Regions from separate parts of the Mus musculus genome. Here region 2 is linked to region 1. A link is a contact called in public Hi-C data. All regions are on one chromosome and are shown on one strand. Each heading gives the region's core, a stretch centred on a gene start, on an enhancer-like site or on the middle of the called end of the contact. The rest is flanking DNA. Distances are from core to core; before and after follow the strand shown. Region 1 overlaps Adamts6 (a disintegrin-like and metallopeptidase (reprolysin type) with thrombospondin type 1 motif, 6). Region 2 overlaps Cwc27 (CWC27 spliceosome-associated protein).

Evidence for each region. Hi-C and Micro-C count contacts between places; a contact is called where the count stands out from the background.
Region 2: a Hi-C map of liver shows a contact between it and region 1, with 2.5 times the contacts expected there. The contact joins two enhancer-like sites. A contact is called at or near these places in 4 of 484 Hi-C or Micro-C datasets (liver and nephron progenitors) and 2 of 115 datasets of contacts at active chromatin or transcription factors (cardiomyocytes and kidney).

What each region holds. Positions count from the first base shown.
Region 1 is chr13:104,492,391-104,495,090 of GRCm38.p6, reverse strand. Adamts6 (a disintegrin-like and metallopeptidase (reprolysin type) with thrombospondin type 1 motif, 6) reads right to left here. Exons shown (of 25, transcript NM_001081020.2): 25 at 1-1,496. The coding sequence ends at 1,387. Among named protein-coding and RNA genes, the nearest start is that of Adamts6, 210 kb to the right of the region's middle. Within about 2 kb of position 1,435, at least 16 of the 459 cell types and tissues checked have an H3K27ac peak or open chromatin away from gene starts, as enhancers often do. A contact at or near this core is called in liver, where this site is marked.
Region 2 is chr13:104,639,474-104,642,173 of GRCm38.p6, reverse strand. The region is part of intron 13 of Cwc27 (CWC27 spliceosome-associated protein); the gene reads left to right. Among named protein-coding and RNA genes, the nearest start is that of Cwc27, 180 kb to the left of the region's middle. Within about 2 kb of position 1,258, at least 29 of the 459 cell types and tissues checked have an H3K27ac peak or open chromatin away from gene starts, as enhancers often do. A contact at or near this core is called in liver, where this site is marked.

The DNA of each region.
Region 1 (2,700 bases), core at 186-2,685:
GTGGGAAGGCCCACGCGAGTCATTTCAGTTCTGTAAGGTATGCCTTTAGAGCCTGACTCGCCTAGGAAACCGGGTTTCACATTTAACTGCCATTTAGAATATCTATAAAAATTATGTGACTTCTAAACTTATAGTTTGTGATCTTTCTTCATGGAGCTTTTCTTCTTTGGTTGTTATCCTTCCCTACTTTAAAACTCACAGAAACAGCACATTTATATGCAAGCAAACTCACCTGTTTCCCCACTCAGGAATGTCTGCACACACACACACATACACACACGTATACACTTGCTCTCATATAAATAAATGCCCTTCTACCATATCAAAGAAGGGACATCTGGAACCCATCGGACTGTCAGCAAATGGTAAAGGGCCTGCCTGGTTATTACTAAGCCAGCTTATCTTTCCGCATGGCATCATCTCCATAAGCTCACCATGCATGCAACAGCCGAGCAGGGCAGAAGCTGATCTGTGGCTGGTGGGGATGTAAACACGAAGGAGTCTCGGTGACTCAAATAAGGCATCCCACTGACGGCTGCAAGGGCCTGGTGCTTCAGTCTCTGCCATGCCTTAGGTCTGGCTTCTGCATGAAATTGAAATGTTTTTCTCTTAAAGTTTTAATGGAAATCTCAGCCTCCCTTGCACAATGGCAAGTTGGCCACAGACTCTTAGCACTGAGTTTATAGACTTGCACAGCTGCAGCAATTGCTGCGCAGCTTCAAACCAAGTCCCTCACTGTTTAATAGAGTTTATACATGGCTCACAGCAGTGCTCAGAACAGGGGTTATTCCTAAGGAAACTGAGTGGGACAAAGAAAAATAATACACACTTTCATTACTTTTGATTTATAATTGTTTCTTAAATTACAGTTTAAAGCCCATTTTATAATTTAAATCGTGGTGCTATTGTGGTGTGATAAAGAGTAGTAAATATTTTTAAGCTATGACTTAAGAATTCTGAATCTCTTCTACTTTCATAGTTAACCAAGTCATAATAACTACATTTTAAACAGTCTTAAATACAAATGGATTCAGTGTCATTGCTAAGTCCATAATAAAAATTATCTTAATGGTCCAGGGAGGTAAACAGGCTGTTAGATTTACTCGAAAGAACACAAACGCTCCACAGTAAGCAAGTTTCCTGTGTTGTTTGGATCTCTCAGATCTGGCAGTCCCTCCTGATACCGTGTCCAGCACTTTGGATCAATAAATCCCACTTCACAGAAGTTAAAATAATATTGAAATCCTGTCAGCTGGGGCTGACCAGTGGTTACATTTTCCACAGGGTAATGCTTTTGTAAGGACATCCATCCACTTCCTCTGGGTGGTTCTCTTTGATGGACGCATTTCCACGATGAAATGACAGGACTCTCTGGCTTTCTGCGGGTCAGTGTCCTTGGCAGGTCTTACAACACATCTGTCTGAAGTATGCTCGACTGCAGAACTTGAACTTCAGCACCAGTGGGCAATAAGCCACTTTGTTCACATCTTTGCACTCTAGCAAATGGAGGCAGAAAGTGGGAAACAATTAGAGTCACATAAACAAGCTGATAAGCCTGCCCAGCTAACAGGGATGCCACTGGCTGATCTACCTTCACGTGTATGTTCCTGTGACTTTTTTAAAAAAAGATTTTGTTTTTGTTTTTAAGCACACTGTCTGGAACAGCCTACCAGAAACATTCTTTTGGTATATTTTAACACAATTTTTAAAAAATGCAAGGCTTTTCTCCCAGACTTTTATAAGTGTGGTGCATGCCCACTGTGTCTTGAAAGAATTGCCATTTGTTGGGATGAGTGATCATTTTAGACATCTTGGACACATGAGTCATTTTTCTTACAGTGCTTTTATTGCTTCTTTCTCAAGGGTTATTTTATTCAATGTGTAAGGTTATCCAGAATCAAACATGAGTTACATTGTTTGATACTGAAGTCCACACGTCTCTCAGTAATACTGCATGCAAAGGATGGCAGACAGTGGTCTGGACCCAGCAGCTCCACTACCAGAAGGAGAGCTGTGAGGGGCTGGCCTCCGAGGACAGCAGCCTGTGGGCTTTGGAAACGTAGAAACGTCTTTTTTTTTTTTTTTAATTTGGAAGTGAGCTATGGCCTTCTTTGCTCCTGTTTGTATTTTCTCACCAGTGTTAGAGTGCCCACAGCTGCAGTATGCAGCTCTTGCAACCAGAAGGTGAACGAGTCTTTCCCTCACCTCCCACGGGGACTGAGCATTTTGACAGAAGCCACACCTTCCTCTTCCATCAGTACAACACATTACTGCAAAGGTGACTCCTCTCCAGTATTATAGTTATTTTATTTGGGGGTTTAAAATTATTTGGGAACACAGTAATTAAATTTTCACATTCCTCCACCGGATTATACTGAAGTATCCTGAGAAACTACTTAAGGCAATTCAGACTCCTGCATTTTAAACAGTGCAAAAGTTGAAAGATGTAAGGAGGGGCATGAAGACGTCACATTTAAGCTTGCACTGAGAAAGGAAATCAGACGGCAGTGCACCATCTTCTGCAGAGTGGAGAACGGTAAGTGGAGGAGACAGAAGTGCTGCTGCTGTCACTGGTAATTAGGGATTAGTGTCCCTCATGCCTGACTTTAGGAAGGAAGCAAGAGGATGAACGGTAACCTTCTCAATGAAGATACAGATTTCAATCACTGCTGAGAAAATATTGCCCCCAGAGACACAAAT
Region 2 (2,700 bases), core at 9-2,508, 150 kb before region 1:
GTAAGGACATCTTAGAGCCCAAGGAGAGAGCCCTAGTCAGGTGAGTGTTGGCTTCTGTCTTCAAAGTGTGGAAAATTACATTTCTGTTTGTATACCACCATATCCATGGCATTGGGATATAGGCTAACCTGAGAAAAGCATTCATGAATCACATGGGTTAAAGTTAGATCCGGGCCCCTTTGCCATTTACAGAAGCCTTCAGATGGCATGGTGTGCAAGCCTTACTTGTGAGCACTGTGAAGTGTCTAGGCTGGGCCCTACCATCTTCTTCCCAGGTAAGAAAGCAGGCAGGAGAAGCAGGGTGACTTCCCCACAGCCACAGTGAGTGGCCCAAGCTCAGGTCTGACCTCATTCACAAAGGTTTCTGGAGAAAGTGTTGAAGTCAGAGCAGATTTTGAGGGCCAAGGCAATGGGAAAAGATTTTAGGAAGAAGTGGTAATTAAACTGGACTTTGATAGGACCAGGAAAGGAGGGGACAGAACCTTGTAGAAAAGTAACACGGACAAAAGTGAGGTGCAGCCTGCAGAACAGTGTGCTCCTTCAAAGACTCAGATGGAAGCAACACTTGGAAACTGTTTCGTCGTGCTGAAATTTGTATTTACAAACAAAGGCTGTTTCTGCCTTTCAAACCATTACCCAAATCATTTAGGTTTGTGTTCTGGAGTCCAAAGAATGACGAACTTAAATAATAACCAGGAGCTATTTAGTTGGGTTTCTTAAGAATTCTAATAGGGAAATGGGAAGTCCTCACAACATGCAAACAAGTTATGTTGTAACAAATTATGTGTATGTTCTCAAAGAGTAACAAGGTCATTCAAACCAAGAAGAAGGCTGGCTGAGGACACTAAATGCATTTTCCCACACTTCCAAGCTAAGCAAACAGGAGCAGATGTTAATCTTTAAGCAGTTTAACTGGCCCATGTGAGACAGGTCAGCACTGGATTACTATAACACAGTGTACTATCTGTACAAATACCTTGCCTCACCTTTTTAGTACTAACTAGCCCTTTTCTTTGTTAGAAAGTTGAAAGGGTGAACTGCTTGCCTGAAAATGAAGTTTATACAGTGGTTAATTGCTAAATAATTTGGTATTGAATTAAAACTATCAAGAAAATCAGTATCCTAGCCAAAGTGGTTTTTCCCGAGGTGATGGGAATCCCAGAAAATTGGACGTGTTCGCAGGCACTTATCAGCAGCATTTTTCTGGCCAAGCATTGCTGCATGATGAGGTACAGAGGCCAGTGAAACAGAGCCTCTGTTCTTCAGAGCACTGTGACCCAGAGAGGCAGGGTTGCACCACCCTGAAAATGGCTGGAGCTATGGACAAGACTCAGGGGCACCAGGAGAGGATCTCCTCGCTGCTGGAGAAAGCGGGCCAGGCCCAGCAGGAGCCAGGGTGGTGGCACAGCTAATGGGAGGCAGAGAGAGTGAAGTCTTGGAAATACAGAAGCAGCAAGGAGGTTGCAGGGAGTGGAGATTCTCCAGGAAGCTACAGAGAGTCTGGCATATCTGAAATGAAAGATGGGGATCGTGCAGAGCATGGTGTGGCAAACAAGAGCCAGACTAAAGAAGGGATATGAGAAATTGGGGGTCCTTTTGTATACAGTAGACCAAGGGCTTTAAACCAGAAGGGCTTTTACAGCTAGATTGGCTGTGTGTTTGCAGCAGGGTGTGGGGGGAAGCAGGGATAAATAAATAAATATAGACATAAGACAGAAAGAGGAAAGAAAGATAGAGAAAGAGAGACAGAGAGGGATCCATGGACCACAATGTAAACCTTAGTAATTTGACCCCTGACATAATCAGACACCCATGCTCATAAGAGTGGTCCTCGGCCCTGCTTCTGCCCCTCAGGTGCCTTCAGCTAAATATGGCCATAGCTAGGTCCTCATCTAAGTAGAACAAATAGGAGCTGGGACTGGAAAATACGTATTTAAGACAGTAACAGGATTCATAGTAGAAGTTGATTCTGTTTTTAAGCACTTTTCTCCCAAAGATGTACCCTTGTTGGTGGGGTGGGAGATGGGGGGGAAGGGTAGCACACGGATTGGGGGGAGTGGTGAAAGACGTTAAAAGCCAGTCTGGGGTGCCCACATGATCCTCCCTTTATAGCTACATTGTAATGTCTTGCACAGCAGAATAAGCAGTACCCATTGTAACTTCTTACCAGACCTAGCACAGAATAAGCAGTACCCATTGTAACTTCTTACTAGACCTAGTACAGAATAAGCAGTACCCATTGTAACTTCTTACTAGACCTAGTACAGAATAATCAGTACCTATTGTAACTTCTTACTAGACCTAGCACAGAATAAGCAGTACCCATTGTAACTTCTTACTAGACCTAGTACAGAATAATCAGTACCCATTGTAACTTCTTACTAGACCTAGTACAGAATAATCAGTACCCATTGTAACTTCTTACTAGACCTAGTACAGAATAATCAGTACCCATTGTAACTTCTTACTAGACCTAGCACAGAATAAGCAGTACCCATTGTAACTTCTTACTAGACCTAGTACAGACTTCACTTTTGACTGATTCCTGAGGTTAACAATCCGTCTCTGCAAATAAAAGCCTGTTACCTCTTCCATCTAGTCAACAGCGTACAGGTTCCTCTACCGTCTCACAAGTTGCCTGTGAGAGGGGACTGCTCGGCTGCGGGTGTAGCTCCATGTTAGAGTGTTTACCCAGCATGC